Regions from separate parts of the Mus musculus genome. Here all the other regions are linked to region 5. The links are chromatin contacts, called in public promoter capture Hi-C maps. All regions are on one chromosome and are shown on one strand. Each heading gives the region's core, a stretch centred on a gene start, on an enhancer-like site or on the middle of the called end of the contact. The rest is flanking DNA. Distances are from core to core; before and after follow the strand shown. Region 1 overlaps Tfdp1 (transcription factor Dp 1). Region 2 overlaps Dlgap2 (DLG associated protein 2). Region 3 holds the start of Lamp1 (lysosomal-associated membrane protein 1). Region 4 overlaps Dlgap2 (DLG associated protein 2). Region 5 holds the start of Coprs (coordinator of PRMT5, differentiation stimulator).

What was found. Promoter capture Hi-C pulls out the DNA fragments that hold promoters and counts their contacts.
Region 1: a contact with region 5 is called in a promoter capture Hi-C map of liver, with 2.4 times the contacts expected there. The contact joins the enhancer-like site here to the promoter of Coprs in region 5. A contact is called at or near these places in 6 of 39 promoter capture datasets (the 3T3-L1 cell line, embryonic stem cells, hippocampal neurons and 2 more), 1 of 115 datasets of contacts at active chromatin or transcription factors (embryonic stem cells) and 2 of 9 other capture datasets (adipose tissue and liver).
Region 2: a contact with region 5 is called in a promoter capture Hi-C map of cranial neural crest, with 5 times the contacts expected there. The contact joins the enhancer-like site here to the promoter of Coprs in region 5. A contact is called at or near these places in 8 of 39 promoter capture datasets (cranial neural crest, embryonic stem cells, frontonasal cranial neural crest and 4 more), 7 of 115 datasets of contacts at active chromatin or transcription factors (bone marrow-derived macrophages, craniofacial prominence, embryonic basal ganglia and 4 more) and 1 of 9 other capture datasets (macrophages).
Region 3: a promoter capture Hi-C map of pre-B cells shows a contact between it and region 5, with 2.8 times the contacts expected there. The contact joins the promoter of Lamp1 here to the promoter of Coprs in region 5.
Region 4: a promoter capture Hi-C map of liver shows a contact between it and region 5. The contact joins the enhancer-like site here to the promoter of Coprs in region 5. A contact is called at or near these places in 21 of 39 promoter capture datasets (the 3T3-L1 cell line, 3T3-L1-derived adipocytes, the C10 cell line and 12 more), 2 of 15 datasets of contacts at CTCF or cohesin (pro-B cells and stem cell-derived epiblast-like cells), 3 of 484 Hi-C or Micro-C datasets (the Ba/F3 cell line, the HPC-7 cell line and the N1E-115 cell line), 10 of 115 datasets of contacts at active chromatin or transcription factors (the NIH/3T3 cell line, bone marrow-derived macrophages, craniofacial prominence and 6 more) and 2 of 9 other capture datasets (embryonic stem cells and macrophages).

The regions. Positions count from the first base shown.
Region 1 is chr8:13,362,894-13,366,706 of GRCm38.p6, reverse strand. Tfdp1 (transcription factor Dp 1) reads right to left here. Exons shown (of 12, transcript NM_001291765.1): 4 at 1,512-1,618. Among named protein-coding and RNA genes, the nearest start is that of Tfdp1, 26 kb to the right of the region's middle. Within about 2 kb of position 1,641, at least 6 of the 459 cell types and tissues checked have an H3K27ac peak or open chromatin away from gene starts, as enhancers often do. A contact at or near this core is called in liver, where this site is marked.
Region 2 is chr8:14,820,572-14,824,943 of GRCm38.p6, reverse strand. Dlgap2 (DLG associated protein 2) reads right to left here. Exons shown (of 16, transcript NM_172910.3): 10 at 2,249-2,601; 11 at 1,329-1,370. Among named protein-coding and RNA genes, the nearest start is that of C030037F17Rik, 57 kb to the right of the region's middle. Within about 2 kb of position 2,568, at least 7 of the 459 cell types and tissues checked have an H3K27ac peak or open chromatin away from gene starts, as enhancers often do.
Region 3 is chr8:13,156,552-13,160,782 of GRCm38.p6, reverse strand. It overlaps Lamp1 (lysosomal-associated membrane protein 1), which reads right to left and starts at 1,622. Exons shown (of 9, transcript NM_010684.3): 1 at 1,349-1,622. The coding sequence starts at 1,394.
Region 4 is chr8:14,841,147-14,845,427 of GRCm38.p6, reverse strand. Dlgap2 (DLG associated protein 2) reads right to left here. Exons shown (of 16, transcript NM_172910.3): 15 at 1,778-1,930. Among named protein-coding and RNA genes, the nearest start is that of Cln8, 45 kb to the left of the region's middle. Within about 2 kb of position 2,512, at least 22 of the 459 cell types and tissues checked have an H3K27ac peak or open chromatin away from gene starts, as enhancers often do. A contact at or near this core is called in liver, where this site is marked.
Region 5 is chr8:13,887,918-13,891,786 of GRCm38.p6, reverse strand. Coprs (coordinator of PRMT5, differentiation stimulator) reads left to right here and starts at 1,516. Exons shown (of 4, transcript NM_025556.3): 1 at 1,516-1,620. The coding sequence starts at 1,552.

The sequences.
Region 1 (3,813 bases), core at 392-2,891, 530 kb after region 5:
CATGCACATAAGGTTTAACTATCACCTCCTATGTTAGAGCCAACCCAGCCATCTCCTCAAACAGTTTAGGGGTCACTTGGAACATGCCCGGCTGAGGATACAGCCTAGGAGTATGCCACATACCCTTAATCCTGGCACTCAGGAGGAGAAAGGAGGAAACGAATCTCCAGGAAGTCAAGACCAGCCTGTTCTACACAAAATGGTTTTCCAGCCAGCCAGTGGCACAGGACACCTCACCTCACAAATACCACCGCCATGAGGGACCTGACAGCCAGCTCCGTGGCTAAGAGCACTTGCTATGCTTGCCGAGGACCCAGGTTTACTTTTCAGTGCCCACGTGGCGACTCACAAGCACCTACAACTCCAGTTCCAGGAGAGATGATGCTGGCATACATGCAGTCCACATAGACAATGCAGCACAACACTCAAACATAGAAAGAAAACCCCCAATGCCCAGAATCCACTGACAAGAGGAGGCAGTGAATGTGCACACCACAGCCAAAGCTGGTGCAGGGGACGACCGGAACACTAGCGATTCGGTATGACTGCTTTCCCTATACAAAGCCTGACTGCATTGCAGAGATGCCCCAACAACAGGGGCAAAAAGCACAGCCAAGAATTCTGTTTAGGGATAAGAGACATCTAGGAACACCTGCCGATGCCTGTGAGACTGAGAGGGACTGGAGGGATAGCTAGGGACACCTGTGAAATGCTGCAGAGGGGTTTGGTGATAAAGGCAATTGTCACGACGCCTAACCACCAAGTCTGTTCCCCAGAACACACATGACGGAGGAAAAGAAACTCCTGCAAGTTGTCCTCTGACCTCCACATGAGTGTCCACTTAATATGTAAAAACAGAACAAAAATAAAATATATTCTAAAAAATGTTAAGCTACAGAGTCCTAAGGCCCAATGATTATTTGAGGGTTGTCAGGCCATCCATCCTCAGAAGACACAAGACTGGCGGGTGACAGACACTGTGGAGAAGGCAGCACGTGGGCAAGGTAGCTTCCCAGGAGAAGCTAGAGCATTTACCCAGCCAAGGCTGGGGGAGGGAAGCCCAGGACAAAGTCCCTGGATGAAAGACAAGAATCCATCCACTACTAGGTAGCTGTGTTAAAACACCACTGGCTGAAGCCCCAGTTACAGGTAAGTCCACTGCAGGCACACTGAGGGGGGCTCTATGGGAGCGCCTCATCTTTGATGCATTATTCGATGGAGAAAGGGCACAGAGCTGGCAACTGAAGCCATGGAGCAGGACAGTGCTCAGGCCATGTGTACAGGGGCCTCAGACACTCCGACATAGAAAGCACACTGGAGACAGTAAGACTGCACACTGTGTGCAACGAAAGCAGTGCACATTGTCAGAAATCAGATGCACCCTGAGAAGAAAGTCACTCCTACAAGGAGCCTCCTACACTCACCACGCGGTGGCCCCAGCATGGTCCACAGCAGCATGGCCCACACCCAGCCCATCCACAGACCTGACACTCACGCTTCTTACCACTTACCACTTGCTGTGTGATATTGACATTGGACTGTCCGAAGGTTTTTGGCAAAAGCTGCTTCCCAAGTGTGTTGACTGTGGACGGGTGGACGGCTACAAGAGATACCACACCTGGAACACAACAACACGGGTTAAGGGTCAAACTGCTTCTCTGAGCTGAGGTTAGAGAGGCAGTTCCAGGAAGCTGGTGTGTCTATCAAGAACTCACCTTCCCTAGTTTTGATTTACAGACCTATGGCTCAGTCACACGTGTCCCATCCCCAAATTTGGTCCTGGGCCCTCTAGTTCCCTCTTTGGGGCACTGGCTAAAGAAGGCACTGGGCCTGGGACCAGGGTCCACTTTATAGTACACTCATCAGACTTGCCATTGCACCTCCCCAGTGGCTGTCTACAGGATAAAATGGCCATTTCTTTGCTTTAATGTGGCAAAACAAAATGGAACACCTAACGAGTTTTCCTAACACAAAGACTGACACACAGAATCCCCAGGGAAGGCTGACTTTTCAGCTATAAAAGAAAAATCAGAACATGACCTGAAGCTAACTCTCACCTTAAAAAGTGTCTCACTCAATATAAAACATATTATAAAGACCTTTCAAAGGAAAATGCTTTTAAATATAGTTGTATAGACACTATGAATTGGTAAGATTCAGAGAAAGATCCCAAAATACTGCATCCATAGTTTCCAATTGTAAACCACATCCTCACTCTCTGCAGACTTAAGGTGGCAAATTATGAAATTGTAAAACCTGGAGTTTGCCTCACCCAACCTTAGCCAAAAGATCCGCAAGTGAGACTTCCTAGATTTTTTGCTTTATTTTTATTGTTTTGGTTTTTGGTGTGTGCACTATTGATAAAACCCAGAGCCTCACTCATGCCAAGCAAGCACACCTTCTAAAGATAAGAATGGTTTTAAGTAAATGGCCTCATTACCAAAAAAACCATACAGGATCAATCCAGTCCCCACCAAAACACCAACAGCACCCTGTACAGAGCTAGAAATGCAGTTGCTACAAGGAACCCCAACAGCCAGAGTAGCCCACACAGTAACAAAGGAGCCCTAAGCAGAAGGCAGTGCTAAAGGAGCGGCCATACAGTAACAAAGGCAGGTGTACAGATTGATGGATTACAACAGAAGGCCAAGAGACAAATCCAAGGGGCTACAGACATTTGATTTTCAACAACAACAACAACGCCAAAATGCTACACTCTAGAAAAGGCAGCTCTCCAAAGGTGCTGTGATAAATGCGTCTGGATGTACCCAGGAATGAAACTGAATGATTCTGCACTAAGTTAACTCAGAGTGTACTAACCACCTTAGCGTAAGTGAACTCAGAGTGTACTAACCACCTTAGCGTAAGTTAACTCAGAGTGTACTAACCACCTTTGCGTAAGTTAACTCCGAGTGTACTAACCACCTTAGCGTAAGTGAACTCAGAGTGTACTAACCACCTTAGCGTAAGGCCTCACCTCAAGCTGTGAGCCTGCGAGGTGGAAACAGGATAGAGCGGGAGGTGCAGGCAAGGGCTTTCTGAAAAGGACTCTTGTCCACACAGGAAATGAGACTTAGAGGCTTCTTCCAAGCAGACAGTCACCAGGGAAGAGAAGAATTACAAAACTGGAGAAAATCTTTGCCAGTTGCTCATCTACCTACCAGTGGATTAACACCACTATATAAAGGCAAAAACAAAAAAACAAAAACAAAAAAACTCCACAAAAAAACCTCAACAACAAAGGAACAAATAAACCAATCAATAACCGAGCAAACATCTCACAATTTTCAAAAGTACAAATAACCAATTTATACTAATAATTAATAATAATAACTTCAGTAGCCTTAGCCAAGGAAAGTGAAAATCAAAACTGGGTTCCATCTGAACTGCCTGACTCACTACTGCCAAGAAACCAAGAAGCAAACACTGGGGAGGTACGGGGGAAGCAAACTCACACACTGCTGGGAGAGGGCAGCAGACAACCCCCACAGGGAATCAGTGTGCACTCAGACGCGCACACTCGCACACACACTCGAGTGCACACAATTGGGCAAAACAGGACAATATCGACTAGAGGGTTGACAGGTGGCTTGGTGACTGACAGCACTTGCTGCTCTTGAAGAGGCCTGGATTTGATTCCCAGCACCCTGAGTGACTCACAACTATCACACGTTAACACCAGGGGAATCCAAGGCCTCTTCTGGCCTCTAGAGGCTATGGGCACATAAGTGTTGCACATATGTGCATGCACGCAAACATGCATACATATAAAAGTTTTAAAAGTTAACACTGGGAATATATCCAGGCCTTGGA
Region 2 (4,372 bases), core at 1,319-3,818, 930 kb before region 5:
GAGTAATGCTAAGGAACACTCCCCTGGTACAGAATGGCTTCCCAATTTAGTTTAAATTCTCTGGGCAGCCTGGGCTGTGGGAAGCCACCTGCGGGGCTCTATCCATTACAGTGGCACTCCTAGCCAGGCAGTCTCAGGCAAGGCACACATCCTCCCTGGTCACCTGTTTCCCCTCCTTTGGTTGGGAATAATGACACGTGGTCCACAGGGTCATTAATGAGGGTTAAGTAAAGACAAGTCATAGAGCTAGGGATATGACACAGCTTATTTACTTGTTTACGTCAGCCCGAGCGTCCCTCAGGCACTGGCACTGTCCACAAATGAATATACTTCCGCTTGCTTAAAGGGCCATTTCTGAGCCTTCATTCTTACTGGTGGAGTGGAGGTCAGGTCATACCCCTTGTTATCCTAACATGTCTCTTCCACTACATTTTCATTTTAGCCTTCCAGTTGATTTTATTTACACAGCAGTGGCTTTCTGGGCTCATGTCATGGTGGGTTTTTGTTTGTTTGTTTGTTTGTTTGTTTCTTTTTGTTTTTTTTTCCTTTCTCCCACTGAAAAAGGAAGTTGAATGAGTTTACTAACCGGCATCTTGATGTTCACACATCTGTCCACCAAGCACTCGCCACTAACACAGCCATCCACTCCATACTTAACATGAACTGAGAGCTCTCTATGTGCCGGGCACTGTGCTAGGTGCTGGGGTACCAAGAGGCAGGAGGCACAGGCCCAGCCTCCACGCAACAGAGTGAGGGAGGATAGCTCTTGTAAATAGGAGTGGGCCAGAGGTGTGTGGGGCCCAGCTGTGAGGGGGAGAGAATGTGTGTGAGTTCAGGTGGCAGCCCAGCTCTGAGGAGGCAGCATGAAGTGTTGTCTCCCTTTGGAGTATGATAGCCCAACTTTGTGAATTGTATCGGGCACTTTTAGCCGCACAGAGGCTGAGTCTCCATCCTCAGTCCTATCGTGGGCCACTGACAGACAACTTTGGCTATGAATACCACGGGGAGCTTGGAAGCCTGGTAGTGATTATGTGCTCATGTATTTGGAGAACTCTGGGTCTAACTACGGACAGAGGAATGGCCACGTCCCGTGCTTCCACAGTTGCTAGAATTCCTCAGGCTTGCAAATTGTGTCTTCCCCTGGAGTGGGGGCTGAGGTATTTCCTAGGGGTTGTCAAGGGTTCTGTGCAACAGCGTGATGCACCCAACAGAGTGCCTGGCACATAGAGCCTGGACAGAGAGGTGACGAGAGCAGTCATATGAAGAGTCCAAAGAAGAGAGAGAAAAAACTTCATGCGAGCTTGGATTTGGAGAGGGTTGGTACTTACATCTGACCTTGGGTAGGGTTGATGATCGGGGAATTCAGAATCCTAAAAAAACCAACGAAGCCACAGTGTGGAGACCTGGCTCAAGGACCCAGGCCAGTGGGCCGACACCCCCCTGGGTTTCTTCCTGTCCCCCCAGTCCTATGTGGAACCAACCCTTCCAGCTCTGTGAACTTCCTCCTTTGCAGGATGTATGTGTGGAGAATTAATCACTATGATTTTAAAACCTGCCACACAGGCTGAGCTGAGGCGCAGAAGCAAGAGGCAAACCTACGTTGGCAAAGCTTGGCTTCCGCAACTGTGTCTGCTAGGGCTTAGAGGAGGTCACCTGATGCCGTTTGTGAGACAGAGCCCTATTTTTTGTATTATGTGTGCTTCAATGCACCTGAGTCAAGCTCTCTGAGTCAACTGAGGAGTGGGAGGGCCAGCCAGGCTTGGAGCAGGGAGGATAATGGGATGGTGGGATACCCTTGCACGGCTGACACTACAGGATACTGCTCCTGTGTGTAGAGGCCTCTGGGACAGAAGGCCAAGAGGAAGAGCCCAGCTGCACACTGTTCCAGTTGGTCACATGCTCAACTCACAGCACTTGGGTCTGTCTGCCTCTTTATTCCCAATACTCCACGAGGGCTGATGTGTTTTCAACAAGTTCATCACCCCTGTTATAGACATCTGGACAACCTCTCCAAACCATCTTCCTAGCTGTCAGTCCTGAGGACCATTAGGTAGTGTGTGTGAGGGAAGTACATGAGTCTCACCTCCCTGGGCTCTGTCCTGGGGTCTCTCATGCTGTGGCAGGCACATATGGTCTCTCAGCATCATTTACTGCCCTGCTTCTGTTAAGGGGCCAAACACTTGGGGCTGTGACTTGGTTTTTGACTCAGCCTGTGCAGGCGCCAGGGAGGGTGGTCAAGGGAGAGTACCTGGACCCCGATGGAGGAGCAGCGACTTTTCAGGAGCTCTTCAGCCTTGGATGCCAGGACCGCCTTGTCGATGCTCCGTGTGGAGCTGCTCTGGGTGTCCGCCGCGTGGCGCTGGGCTGCAGCTGTTTCCAGAGCCAAATTCATGGCCTTGTTGCTGTCTAGACTGTCCATGGAGTTGTAGAGGCCGCCACGGCTATCTTGGGGCCAGGGGGACATCCTCTGGGCACGGCTGTCCTGGTAGGCATCCTGTGTCGATTCCGTGCTGCTCTGGGCCGTCACAGAGATCAGAGGCTTGGAGGTGGTCCGTGGAGGCACCGGGGGAGGCGTCTTCTTGTAATTTGTGTAGGAGACAGCTGTAAGAGAAGAAGGCCTAGTCAGGGGAAATCCTCCATTGAGCTGGTCTACAGCTCTGATACGCAGCTCAGTTAGGCTGTTTCTGGGCATCTGGCCCGAAAAAGTCAGGCGAGTGGACAAGATTCTGTTGTATTTAAAGATATCTGTATGGATATATGTGTAACAAAAGGAAAATCATAAAAGCACCTAAAGAATCTAGCATATAAGTTAAAAAATGTGTGTGTGTGTGTGGGTGTGCATGTGTGTGAGTGTGCATGTGTGTGAGTGAACATGTGTGTAAGAAAATGTATGTGCGTGTGTGAATGTATGTGTGAGTGTGCATGTGTGTGTGTGCGCGCATCTGAATGTAAGTATGTGTGAAAATGTATGTGTGTGTGTGTATGTGTGAAACAGAACACTTCTATACCACTGATTTCATGAAGGTCACCATGTTGTGCCAACACCCCTTTTACCACACCAGGTGAGGGAAGCAGGCGGGGTCCCAAATCAGAGACAAACATGAAATGCACACATAGGGAATCACTGGTGTGAGAAACCAGGGCACATTGAAAATGTCAGTCACATTTATTGCACAGTGAGTGACAGTATTTGCAATTTTCTCTCTTCTGATTGTATTTCCTACATTTCTTCATAATGAGTAGCTGTTATTTAACACTCACAAATAAAGTGAAGTGAGCTCACCATGGCAGCACATAATGCCGATGAGTGGGAATGCAGTTTAAAGGGAACGGTGGCAAGAGTCAGGAGAGAAGCTGGTAGAGAGAGAGAGGCCTTTGGTCCTGTGAAGGCTCCACAGATGCCCCAGTGTAGGGGAATCGAGGGCAGGGAGGTGGGAGTGGGTGGGTGGGTGGAGGAACACCCTCATAGAAGCAGGGGGAGGGAGGATGGGATAGGGGGTTTGTGGGAGGGGAGAAACTGGGAAAGGGGATAACATTTGAAATGTAAATAAAGAAAATATCCAATAAATAATAATAATAATAACAATGATAATAATAATAATAATTTAAAAAGAAGCTGGTTGAGAGCTGGGTGTCACAAATCAGGCTAAGTTTTTTTCTGCCACAGAAAAAGTACCTTGAATCCCCCCTTTCCTTTCCTTTTCTTTTATTCACACACACACACACACACACACACACACACACACACACACACACATAATAGAAAAGAGATTTTCTTTGAGTTTTTTTTTTTTGTTGTTAATGTGGATCTATCTAAAGAGAGTTATTAAACTAAAAGCATTCCACATTTTCAGATTCAGAGATGTGCATGGTGAGATTCTTGCTCCACCCACTGCTCTCTGTGTCTCCACCCACTGCTCTCTGTGTCTCCACCCACTGCTCTCTGTGTCTCCACCCACTGCTCTCTGTGTCTCCACCCACTGCTCTCTGTGTCTCCACCCACTGCTCTCTGTGTCTCCACCCTCTGCCGATGTTCACACACTGGCATCTTCCATGGCTACCTTTTACAAACACCCTGAGACTCACTCATCCTCCTCCATCCCCTTGATCCCATGATGCCAAGCATGGAAAGCACGTGCTACTGTCTGCAGCACTGTCTTCTCAATGTGGTTCATTCTGGGGGACGTATCCCACTTGGAGATTCTCTGGGTGTCTCCTGGAATCCCAGCTCTTGCTTGCCTCACAGTAAATTACTTCAAAGGTGTGAATGATGGAGACATATGTGTGGTATCTCCTTTGTTCCTCTTTTCTCTGGTCCTAGAGTCTGAGGGCCACATAACTAGATCCCTGTGCTGGGTGGAAGTTTCAGGCT
Region 3 (4,231 bases), core at 373-2,872, 730 kb after region 5:
CATCGTTACAGAGGTTTTTTTTTAAGATAAAATTATTTTTGAAGTCACACAACCAAGATCCTGTCTAAGTTGTTAAAGTCCCTTTGTGAAAGCTGGGACAATTTATGGCACAGGGGCACTCAATCAGGGTCACAGACTTTCCCTCTCCACTTAGATTTTGCTTTGAAACAGTGTCTCACTTTGTAGCCCAGGTTGGCCTCCGATTCACAGAAAGTCTCCCACATAAGCCTGCTAAGTGCTTAGATTACAAACTCAGGCTGACCCAACCTTAAAATTCCCCTGCCTCAGCCTCCACGGTCTAACAAGTGTGAGCCACCACTGATTAGTTTAGTTTATTCATTCATTCGTTTATTTATTTCATTTTTGCAACAGGGTCTCCGGTCCTGGCTGTCTTAGAACTCATTATATAGACCAGAATGGCTTGTTAAAGAGATCGTCCTGACACTAGCTCAGGATTAAAGGTATAAACCACTATGCAAGCCACAAGGTAGTTTGAAAAACATGAAGAGGCCTAACCTGGCTGTCCTTTGGATTTTATCCCAATCAGCATTTAGGAAGCAGAGACTACGAGAACCTGAACCTGTGAGTTTCAGGCCAGCGTGGTGGTGAGACACCCCTCCCCCCATTTTAAAAGTATAAAACAGTCTAAGGGTTTAAGTCGTTTTTGGCTGTGCTGGAGATTGAACTCCAGCTAGTTACCAAGCCATTCTGACACAACAGAACTTGTTTCGGCAACTCGTATATTAGCTACAACTCCTGAACCGTGAAGGGTCACAGGTCCCCTTAGCAAGGCTTCTGGGTTAAGACCGCCGAGTAAGCGCACCTCTCACGGACCAGAGAGTTCACACAAGTAGCAAAATAAAAGAAAGGGTAAACGAATTCCATAAAGTCACAGTCACAGAATTTGGGGGTGTGAGCCTCTGTGCCCAGGAGATTTGGCCAGCCACCTCTCTCCCGTCCTGAAGATGCTGGCACCGCAGCGAAACGCTCCGCGTTGCCGGGATACAGCGGCGAGGAAGGGCACCCGGCACCCCAGGCAGGGTCCGAGGCAGCACCCAGTCCTCTCACAAGGCAGCTCAGAGCCAGCAGCACTGCCTGGCAGGAACTCCAGCCCAGCTCCTTCCAGAGCGGCTCAGACTGGGCTCCCAACCCGCACCTACGTCCTTAGGCCCGCACGGGCTCCCAGGCGGCGAGCGCCACTGCGGAGCGGGCGGGCCGGCTCGAGGCCTTCTTGACGCCCGCGGCTCCGGGCGCCCCGTCCCCGCCCGGCCTGCCGCTCTGTTCCCGTCCGTCCCGAGACACCGACCCCGCCCGGCCCTCCTTCTCTCTCCCTCCCTCTCGGGCTCACCCAGCAGCAGCAGGAGCAGCGGCCGCCGGGCGCCGGGGGCCGCCATGGCGCGACGCAGCCGAGGCCGGAGGACGGCGGTTGCGCGGGCGGCGAGGCCGGCGGGAGGGCGCGTCCACCGACTCGAGAGGCCCCGCAGCTGCGGCGCCGGCACGGAGAGGACCCTGCGGCCGGCAGCGCCTGTCACGTGAGCAGTGCCGCGCCCGCCGGTCACGTGAGCCGAGGGTCTCGCGAGAGCCCGTGGACCGCCAGCTTACTCCTCACTTCTTCGGGAGGCTCCGTTCCGCACGTGATGTGGTCACGTGCCAGTCGGCATCACGTGGGCGCTGGACCACGTGATATCTTGCCCTCTCCCCACCCCCTTCCCCCCCCCCCCCCCACGGCCTTTCTCCCGAGTGTCCCGAAATGGAAAGTAGGTTGTGGCTTTGAGTAAGGGAAGGAGAAACGCTGTCGGAGAAAGTGAAGATGGAAACAGGAAGCCATGAAGGCTGGACTGAGCCCCGTAGGCCAGCTACATGCCACAGTTCAGGTCCAAGCCCCTGAAGGCCTGCAGCCCAGTGGTAGTCTTGGTTGAGAGCCATGTCTAGGTCAATACCAGTGTTTACATCCCAGGACAGTGTGCATATCCATTTCGAGGTGGGTATTCCCATCTAGACCCGTGCCCCAGGCCCAGGCTGACCTCCACTTTCAGGCTCACATACTAGTGTCTAGGGTCAGCCCCGAATGTGTCCCATTCGGTGATCCAGGCAGAGGACAGTCCTTTAGGATACGTAGATGGTGGGAGATGTGGAAAAGATACTTTTTAAGAGATAGGATTTCAGAATATATCTTTAGCCGGCCTCAAACTCAGAGATCAGCCCGCCTCTGCTTCCTGAGTGCTCAGATGATGTGTGTGGGCGCAGTGTTCTTGACCATTCCTGGCTGCTTAAGGGCATGTGGATGGTCATCTTACCTGAGATGACTATTTCCATGAAGAGTTCAATACTAAAGTATTTTCCTCTTTTGTGAATGTCACACTCAAAACTCGAGGATTGGTTTGATGTTTGGGGACATGGCGTCACCCTAAAGCCCAGGTTGACCTGGAACTCGCATGGACCAGGCTGGCCCCACACTCTGGGCAATCATCCTGTCAGGAGCGCAGAGATTACAGGTGTGTGCCACCATGGCATGAATAATCTGAGCTTTTATGTTATTATATTGTTTTGGAGACAGGGTCTCTCTATATAACCCTGGCAATCCTAGAACTCATTACTTAGACAGGTTGGCCTCAGACTCAAGAGATCAGCCTGCCTCTGCCTTCAGAGTGCTGGGACTAAAGGCCGGAGACCACCAGATCTACCTTGAAGTCCTCAAGTTTTAGCTTGAGGATTCCTCCTGTTAACAGATTTTTCATTCAAGCTGAGTTCTTCCTCCTCAGAATTGTAGACCCAGTAACAAAACTTAAAAGCTGTTTATGTAGTGGACTAGTTTATTCTGTGACCGGAGAATAAGAGTGGTTGGAGAGATGGCTCATTTGTGTAGGACCTTGGTTCCAGTCCCATCACTCACATGGTTCACAACTATCCAGTTCCGGGGAGCCTGATGCCCTCTCCTGACTTCTGAGGGCACACCACACCTGCCTATGATGCACAGGCCTACCCTATATTCAAGCAAAACTCTCATGCACAAAATAAAGTGAAATTTTAAAAAGAAACTGGGAGAAATGGGTCAAAGATCACTTTCTAAAGGAGGGGGGTCTTTTTAAGATGGATATAACGGTGTGGGTGTGCATCCCTTTAATCCAGGACTTGGGAGGCAGAGGCAGGTGGACCTCTGCGTTCTAAGCCAGCCAGGGTTACAGACTGTCAAAAACAGGGAGTGGAGGAGCAAGGCAGAAAATTAGAAGGAGGTATGGGGGCACAAGCTTGCAATCACAAGACTCTGCTTACTTCTCCATTGATGTGATAAAACTCTATGATCTAGGCAGCTTAGAGAGGACTCATCTGGGGCCAGAGAGTTAGGAGTCCATTGTCATCCCTGTGGGGAGCATGGTGGTAGGGAAGCAGCTGAGAGGGTGCATTTTGATCCACAACAGGAAGCAAAGAGAATGCTGGGATGGCTTCCTTGTGACGCTGTCTATCAGCAGTCCTGTAGCAATGTTGTCAGTACACAGTTTCTGGCTTTGGAGTGTTCTCTGAATTAGAGAACTAATTTTGGGCACAATCCGAGGACTTCTAAGATGTTTGTTTCTCCTAAACATTCTGATATAAAAAACCCTTCCAATTAATTTTTTGAACAGAAACAAGAGCCTCCTACTGAGTTGTGCTTTCCGGCCCCAAGTGCCTTTTAATTTTGCCACTATTGGTGACGGACAGAACTCCTGAAGCATCTCCAGTACTCCTGCAGCTAAGATGTAGATATTGGCCAGAGAACATTCGAGGTAGAACATGGCCCCATGAATGCAGGGGCAGTGCTCGATGAGCACGGGAGGAGGAGCTGGCCCTGCCTGGTCCTCACTGGTGGAGTCTGTGTCTCCAGTTTTATTCCTGGTTGTTCCACATTTGGGGCTTGGCCTACTTTCTTCTGTATCCTTCTTGGCGAGCCTGTAAGTTGCGCTGAGGCCTGCCAACCCATCATTTTTCTGTTTATAGCACATGTGGACAGTCTGGTGTGTACAAGTTGAGTCCTCACCCAACGTGACACTGACTTCAGTGACACTGACAGAAGAACAGGGCATAGAGGCGAGAGGCTTAGCAAACGTGTTTTCAGAGAATAAGGAATTTTGTTAAAGCACTACAGTGAGTTTATATTGCTTTTCTCTTTGAAGCTTTAGTATTTTATATGTACGGGTGTCTTGCCTGCATGTGTGTCTGTGTACCACTTGTATGTGGGTGCCCACAGGGCCAG
Region 4 (4,281 bases), core at 1,263-3,762, 950 kb before region 5:
TTTGTTCCTAAGGCTAGACGCCATTGCATACCCTGGCCTCCCTGGTGTGCCTCTTAGACTATTCAGAAATTCAACGTCTCCATGAAGCTCTCATCTTTCCTCTTCCTCCTTCAGTAGCTCTGCAATATATATCTGTGAGAAATGGACATTTCTTGTGAGCTCCCTTTCCAAGGGGCTTCAGAGCCAGCAGGCTGCACTAGAGGGACAGGGAGAGATAGGAACCTTGCAATCTTCGCACTCCATCCCCAGAAGCACCTAGAAGGGACAGGCATTTCTTTACGGTGTGAACCTGTCCTTACAGTGTGAACCTGACCTTACGGTGTGAACCTGCCCCTCTGCATTGGCGTGAGTGTCTTGAGCAAGAACATACTTCCCAGGAGACCAGGTCCGTGTGGGCTTCTTCTTGCTCTCGGTACCACAGGAATTTAAACTTCAGGGGCTGCTGTCTGCAGGGGGGTTACATGTCTGTTTACATTATTCCATTCGTGTGCCTTCTTCGGGTAGTGTGGGCTTATGTCTGTGTTCCACATCCCTCTTATTATCTGCTAGGAGGAGTCTGCTCGATGTCCTCAGGGGCATGTCAGGCTGGCGGCTTTGAGCCTCACTAGCCACCAGCACTGTGTGAGGAAGCCCAGACAGTGAGCACCCTCACTGTCTTTCCTCCTAAGCAGCAGCTACACAGTCTCCCTCATGCAGTAAGTGGTACTTCTCCAAACGATTATGGATCTGTTTGCTCTGTAACTTGACTTTATTTCATTTTGAGACAGAGTCTCCTGATTTATTTCAGGTCTCAAACTTACAAACCCACTTTGGCTTTCCACGTTCTGGGAACTCAGGCATAAACTACTACCACATCTAACTGGAATTTTAAATAAAAGGACCACATTTATTTAGTGAGCATATGTATGGATGATGCATGTGGGTGTACATGTGCCACAGTGCACTGTGTGGAGGTCAGAGGACGATGTATAGGAATTAGATCTCCCACCATGTAGATCCTGGGACCGGCCTCAGAGCATAAGGCTTGATGGCAAACACCTTTACCCACTGGGCCATCTTGCTGGCCCCATTAGCCGTAACTCAATTTAATGGACTATATCTGTCTAGAAAATTCAGGCCATTATTAGATCTCTAGGGAGCTTGTAAGTCGACACATGCATTGCTGACTTGGACTGCCTTCCAGGGCTCTCCTGAGATGATGTCACCATGCAGCAGGAGCCAAATTCAGACTTAATGCAAATTTTCAGCCTATTTAAGGATGATGAAGCTCCATCAGAAGACCACACCCTCAGACTGCTCCGAAAGGTTTAAATGCAGTCACGCCCTTAGCTCCCTACATGTACCAGGTAAAGTGTATTTGGATAGAAGACAATTGTCATCTTAGCCAGACCTAAGATCTTACCTGTGGGAGATCAGCTAAATACAATCCAAACAGAAGTTGGATGAAAATGAGCCAGGATTTATCCCTGGAGGAAACGAGATTAGAGATGTAGGGATCTTTCCTGGTGTCTCTGAGATGTCTGTGTACCGGAGATAGAGCAAGACACCCACTGCTATTCTCGAACCTAGGATTCCATTCCTGGCCATTTGTGTATGTGCTTGCAATACCCCTCCTCCATCACACACACACACACACACACACACACACACACACACACACACACACACACACAATCTGTTCCTGTATTAAATGTGGAGAAATCCGCTATCATCTGGTACCGGAGCAGGCGCCAGAAGCCTACAAGCTTGGGACCACCGCATCACATGACTGCATTACCTTTCTTTCGGGTGACTCTATTATCTTCCAGTCATTGAGCTTCAGCTGGTGCAGCTCGTCAAACTTCATGCTGACATCTTCCACAGACAGCTGCAGCATATCCCAATAGCCAGCTAGATCCTGTGAGGTGGGTCTTGGCATGGCGCTGGGGTCCTGTGGAAACACAGGGACATTATGGGGGGGGTGTCTATTCTTTCTCCTTTAAGTCACTCAAGGAGAAGCCCCACACGTTTGAAACAAGGCAGGAGATTCTTCCTGACCACCTCAGCCCAGGCACATGCCAGTGGCTTACAAACACGTAGCATATCCCTTTAATGCTTCAACTTGAAAATCCTGGGGGGCGGGTAGAATGTAGCTCAGTGGTACAATACTTGCCTAGCATGTACAGACTCTCTGGGTTCCATCCTTCAAATGGTTTGCAGCTCAAGAAAGCCATAGAGCCATGTGACTTAATCAGATGGGACGGATTGCCCTGTGGGTAGGCCACTAGGATTATGGCCATTTTTTTTTTCATTGTGTTTATTTTGATGGGTCCTAGCTCTAGTTCTGAGGATTAAGCATGACTTCAAAAGGTAATGTGATTTAAGTTTTCTCCCATGGAGAGTCAAGTCAATCTCTTGAAGGAACAAAAGACTCAAGGACACCCCCTCCCACTTAACTCAGCCTGTCCAAGGGGTGCCACTCCACCATCCACAGGCAGAACCTGGGCTTCTTCTCAGCCTAAGACGAACCTCACTTCTGCACAGTGTATGGTCCAATTGGCTCCCTTTTTTTGAATTATTTATTTTATATAAATGAGTACACTGTATCTGTCCTCAGACACACCAGAAGAAGGCATCAGATCCCATTACAGATGGTTGTGAGCCACCATGTGGTTGCTGGGAATTGAACTCGGGACCTCTGGAAGAGGAGTCAGTGCTCTTAACCGTTGAGCCACCATCTCTCCAGCCTGTTTCAATGGGTTCTTACTGTGACAGTTAAGCACCGATTCTGTGTGTGGTTACCTAACTCAGTGTGAGGCTGGCTTATTCTGTAGAGTTACACAATCAACATTTGTCCAAAAGTGCTTACATTGTTCACATTTCATCAGTGGTCTGGGTTGAACATTGTTTGGTTCACAGCTGAGTGAATGCTCACGTGGAAACTATACCCGTTGGGCACCATTGCCTCTTCCCAGTTCACAGGCACTCAAGTAACAGCCTATGTCACCAGGGAGGGTCCTAGGGTAGAAGGTGAACTTTCACAATGTGAAAGTTCCATTTCCTCCTAAGTGGGGTTCAGAGCTGGGCTCTGCTGTTCGAGCCTGTTCTTCCATTGAAACACTAGATGGCGACGTCTGTCCATATGTCTGCCAAGCTAAGGCTGACTCTGGCAGTCCAAGATTTCTGTCTGATTCTGCTTGAGTGTGTGGGAGAGGGATAGCTGCATTATAGCTACATCACAAATTGCCCATGCCTGCACAGCTTGGAGAAACCTAGGAAGAGGTGTCTGTCTTTCCCTAGGGTCATTTCCTAGACTTAAGGATGGGCAAACTTCCTACAAATGTTTACTACCAGCAGTGGCCCCAGCAACCATGAACCACGGCTTTGAGAGCAAATAATATGCTCTGTCTTCCGCCTATGTCTTCTGACACTGCCCTCCAATGAGGGTCTCATAGGTCCCAAAGAGAAACCAAAAGAAAAGAAGATAGCCAACCAGATTTTTTTTTAACTTGCAAGGCTTCAAAGATGTCAGGGTGGGTCATTTCAAGGCCAAATCAGCTCCATCAGGTGCAGAAGAGGGGTGCAATTAAGAGGCTCAAGGGTGAGCTTTGTCCCCCCTGCAGAATGATCTGAACCGAGAGGCCTCAGAGGCTGTCTGGCCACCCTGAGTACAACTACACAGAATAGCATTCCTTATGATCAATCTAATCTTGCATAGGTAGTGCGCAGAGGAAGGCAGAGCCACACATAATGGCCAGACATTTATCTAGTTTCATCTCCCAAGGTCGCACACCTTCCAGATCACCCTTTAAATGTCGACAAAGCTTCATGCCAAAGGTGCCGTGTTATCATGCGAAATGTCCTGATGAACTTTAATGGGCTAACAGGAAAATGTTAGAGAAAACGTTATCCTTAATGACCTGATGAAGGACCTGGGTCCACAGCTCTGAGGGGCCATGTCCGCATATGCAGTAGGACATGCTGTAAGCCCAGTGTCTCCATGTATGCTAACAAGCACAGCGCAGTCAGAACACCTGCTGCCTTTGTGACAGGCCCAGCAGAGCCTTTTACCTTCGTGGAAAATGTTAGGTACTAAATGTCAGGACTGTAAAATCTCCTATAAAGAACTACGGATATAATTCATGATTCTCATGGAGTTATAAATATCTTAGTCAGGAGAAACCAAACAATGTGTGTGTGCAATAAATGGGTATATGCATATGTTAATATATGAAGGTAAGGATGTATGAACATACATGCAGGTATATAAATACACACACACACATATATATACACATAATG
Region 5 (3,869 bases), core at 267-2,766:
TCTGGGAAGATGGATTTGTAGTTTCTAAGTCATGGCAGTGCGTGCTATTTTTAAAGCTTGTTATCATTCGGTGCAGATTTCTCTTTCAGTCAGAGTGTGGTGGCTCACACGTGTAATCTCTGCACTTGGAAAGCTGAAACAGACAGGAAGATCTCGATTTCTAATTGAACTTGGGCTGTCTAGCAAGACTCCTGTTCAAAACAAAATTGGAAGGTAAGTAAACATTTCTGATTCCTTTCCCCAAGCTGCTGTGGGAATAGCAATCATGCAGTGGGAAGCAAGTATCTCCTGAGAACAGGTTAGTCAAACGCGCGCTTGTGTGTGTGCGTGTGTGAAATCTATTTGTGTGTGTGTGTGTGAACGTGTGTGAATGTGTATGGGTGAATGTGTGTGTATATGTGTGAGAAATGTATGTGTGAATGTGTGTGTGAGAAATATATGTGTGAACGTGTGTGAATGTGCGCGCGCGAATGTGTTGTGTGTGAACGCTCATTTGTATGTGTATATGTGTGACAAATGTGTGTATCTGTGAATGTGTATGTGTGAATGTGTGAATGTGTATGTGTGCATGTGTGTGTGTGTGTGTGTGTGTGTGTGTGTGTGTGTGTATGTGAATGTACCTAAATACAATCTGCTCAGTCTATACAATGTTACTTGCATGTGTAGGGCTTCCAGGGCAGACCATTGGGTACTGAATAACCAACCACTGAATACTGGATAACCAACCACTGGGTACTGGATAACCAACGGTACTCTTCCTTGGGGAAGGCTATCTCTCCCACTCTCAGCAATCCTTAGTTGCCTATAGTTCTGTGTGTAGGGTTGAGGCTTTGTGAGCCAATTAGCATGTCTACTGGTATCATCTTTGTCCAGCTCCTGTTCCAGTAGTCATGTGGGCAAAACTTTTTAGCTGTAGCCTCTGACACTCCTAAGAGAAACGGAAAACGGAGAATTATTCAACAAAGTCACATTACTGACTTGGAGCACTGGCTTTTGACTCTAAGTTCCTAACACCACCTTGTTTTTGTGGTGGCACGTTGTTTTGCTCCTTTATCCTGGTTCCTTGCAGATTGACTTTAAAGACGATCATTAAATCAAAGCAGCATGTCTCCAGGCTGCTGGGTTATCATTTCAGATCATTTCAGGTTGCTGAAGTCCCTCATTAAGGGATGCTGTAGTGCGGGTGCAGCCTGCAATCTGGAAAACCCTGTGATTGGGTAGAGAGAAAAGTGATGGAGCCCATCGGCTGTGACTGTGTGACACCCGGGTGGGCTCTATGTGTCATTTCACAATGCAGTAGGAAAGCCCCGTGTGGCTGGGATGGCTCAGTGCCCAATCAGGCCTAAGGCTCGAAACCAGCACTAGAGGTCAGAAAGAGCTGTAGAGCCTGCGGTCCCGCACAACAACGCAGGTGGGCGTGCCGTCCGGCGCTGCCCCTGCGCCGCCCCGCCCCCTCGGTCGCCGCGCCGCCCCACGCCGATTGGCTTGTCCGCAGCCCGTCGGCCGTCACGTGCCGGAGCGTCCCAGGCGCCTGGCTGTGGGCGGCCGGGCATGGACCCTCAGGCAGCCACCGGTCGGGGCCCGGGCGAGCGGAGTTCGCAGGAGGCCCCCAGCGCGGAGGTGAGCGCGACGGGGTGGGGGACGCGGGCATCCGCGACCACCCAGGCGGGAAACCGCGGGGTTCACGCGCTGCCGGGAGGCCGCTCACCCGGGAAACGCCGGGGCCGCGCGAGTGCACGCAGAGAGCCTGGCCGGTAACGGCAGTGGGCGCGGGAACGCGCGCGGACCCGAGCCCTAGGCTGTGGCTGGCGCTGAAGGGAGAGGGACACTGGGGCTGCTGGGGAGCATCTGCGGGAGTGAATGCAGGGAACGCGGAGCTGGCTTCCCGGAGCCGGCTGCCCTGAGCCCGCTCCAGCCGCAGGGGGCTGGGTCAGGTGGGAGCTGCGAGGAAACGGATTTTTTTTTTCTCACCTTGAGGACCTCTGGCCATTGGTGGGGATGTGTAGCTGACCTTGGACGCCAGATGTCACCCGTGCTTTTTCCCATTTGATGAAACGAATGGTCCCCTTGTGACACGGGTTTTCAGAAACTTGTTTTTAAGTGCGCGCCATACAGCCTTTCCCCATGACCTGCCCGTATTGCATCCACCTACTGCGAGCTTCTTGACTGTAGACATCCTGTTTCCCAGAAGCCGCACCTATGCCTGGTGTATCCTAATTGGATGAATGAATAGAACGCTTACCAGAGCCTCAGTGATGGTACTTGAAGCTGCTATTCAAGTACCAATAGATTTGCAAAGAAAATCACTTTTGCAAAATAGGAGAGTGATGTTGTTAGGGCGGATCTGGAAAGGATGTTCTTGGGTGAGAGGGTAGGCCCAGCAAAGGTCTGGATATGAGAAAGGGCAAGGCAAATGGCCTTGGAGCTTGGGTCGGAGAGCAGGCTTCTTACAGAAAGGAACGTGAGAGTCAATATGAATGGCATTGCTGGTCTGTGATGGCAGTGGAGGGCTCGCGAAGCTTTTAAGTGGAAGGGTGAGCAGGAGTAGGGAGATAGGCGTGAGGTTCAAGTAAGAGGTCCAGCACCATAGGGGGCAGCAGTGGTCTGTGGTTATCACGGACTACAGGAGATAGAGTCATTAAAGCTCAGGGGTGACTAGATAATGAACGGTAATTAGGGTGAGTGCTAAGTACAGTTTATTTACATGCAGGATGAAGGCTGGAAAGACAGCCATGGTGGTCTTACAGAGTTTGGCTTGGCTCTTAGCACCCACAACAGATGTCTCAGCCCTCTGCAACTCCCTCTCCAGGGGATCCTCCTGGTATATTCACACACACACAAATATACACAAATAAAATAAATATTGCAATTTAAGTCAAAGAAGTGTTACTTCTTGCAGTCTAACAGGTGGTTTTGTTATTATTGTTGGCTTTATTGTAATATTTTTGAGACAGGGTCTCATGTAGCCCAGGAGCTGGGCTCACTCTGTGGCCAGGACTTCTGATCCTCCTGCACCTATCTCCTAAATGCTCAGATTACAGAGTGGCCCACCATGCCTGGTTTTATGTAGTGTTGGAAAAATCAGTGTGTAGCTTTGTGTACACTAGGCAGACACTTGACCAACTGAGCTACGTCTCCAACATATGTTAGATGTTTTATAAATATCCTCCATCATACGACCCCTGCCAGATCAGAACAGCCATTCCAGTATCTAAAGGTCACAGCCTACGTGCATGGTGGGGCAACAACTGACATCAGCCTGATCATCCAAGCCCTGGACATTACTGTTTCCACTGCAGAGAGACCTTGGGGGGAGTAAAGTTTGGGGAACTTTGAGGCAACAGGCCGCAAAATTACCTGGTTGGCATTGGGGGGGGGGCGGGGTTAGGTATTCTTTCCAGTGTGTAGAACTCAGGCTGCTTCTCCCGTGGACCGCTGTGGAATGGCTGTGTTGGAAGGAGTTGTTAGACATAAAGACCTGAGAAGGGCAAAGGTGTGCAGAGAAGTTGCAGGTTCAGGAGACAACTATCAATCCTGGCCAGGAAAAAAGAGAAGTTAGAGCAGTTAAAGTGTTTTTGGACTTAGAGGAAAGAGTTTACACACAGACTTGAGGTTACAAGCCGAGACCAGGGAGCTGTCCCATCTGGCTCTAGGGTCTCTGAGCTTGGAGAAGTCCTGCTGCCCAGACTTCTGAAGAGGGCCTGGGGCTGAGAGCAAAACTGACAGCTGTGACAGCTGTCCATTGGGCACCGCAAAAGGGCACTCCCAGCGGTCAGAACGGAGAAGTGTTCCTGGGTGATGCCTGTAGCCTACAGGCCCTGTTCTGAGGCCTTGCCAGGTCCTCAGAAGGGTGTGCAAACTCTACATCG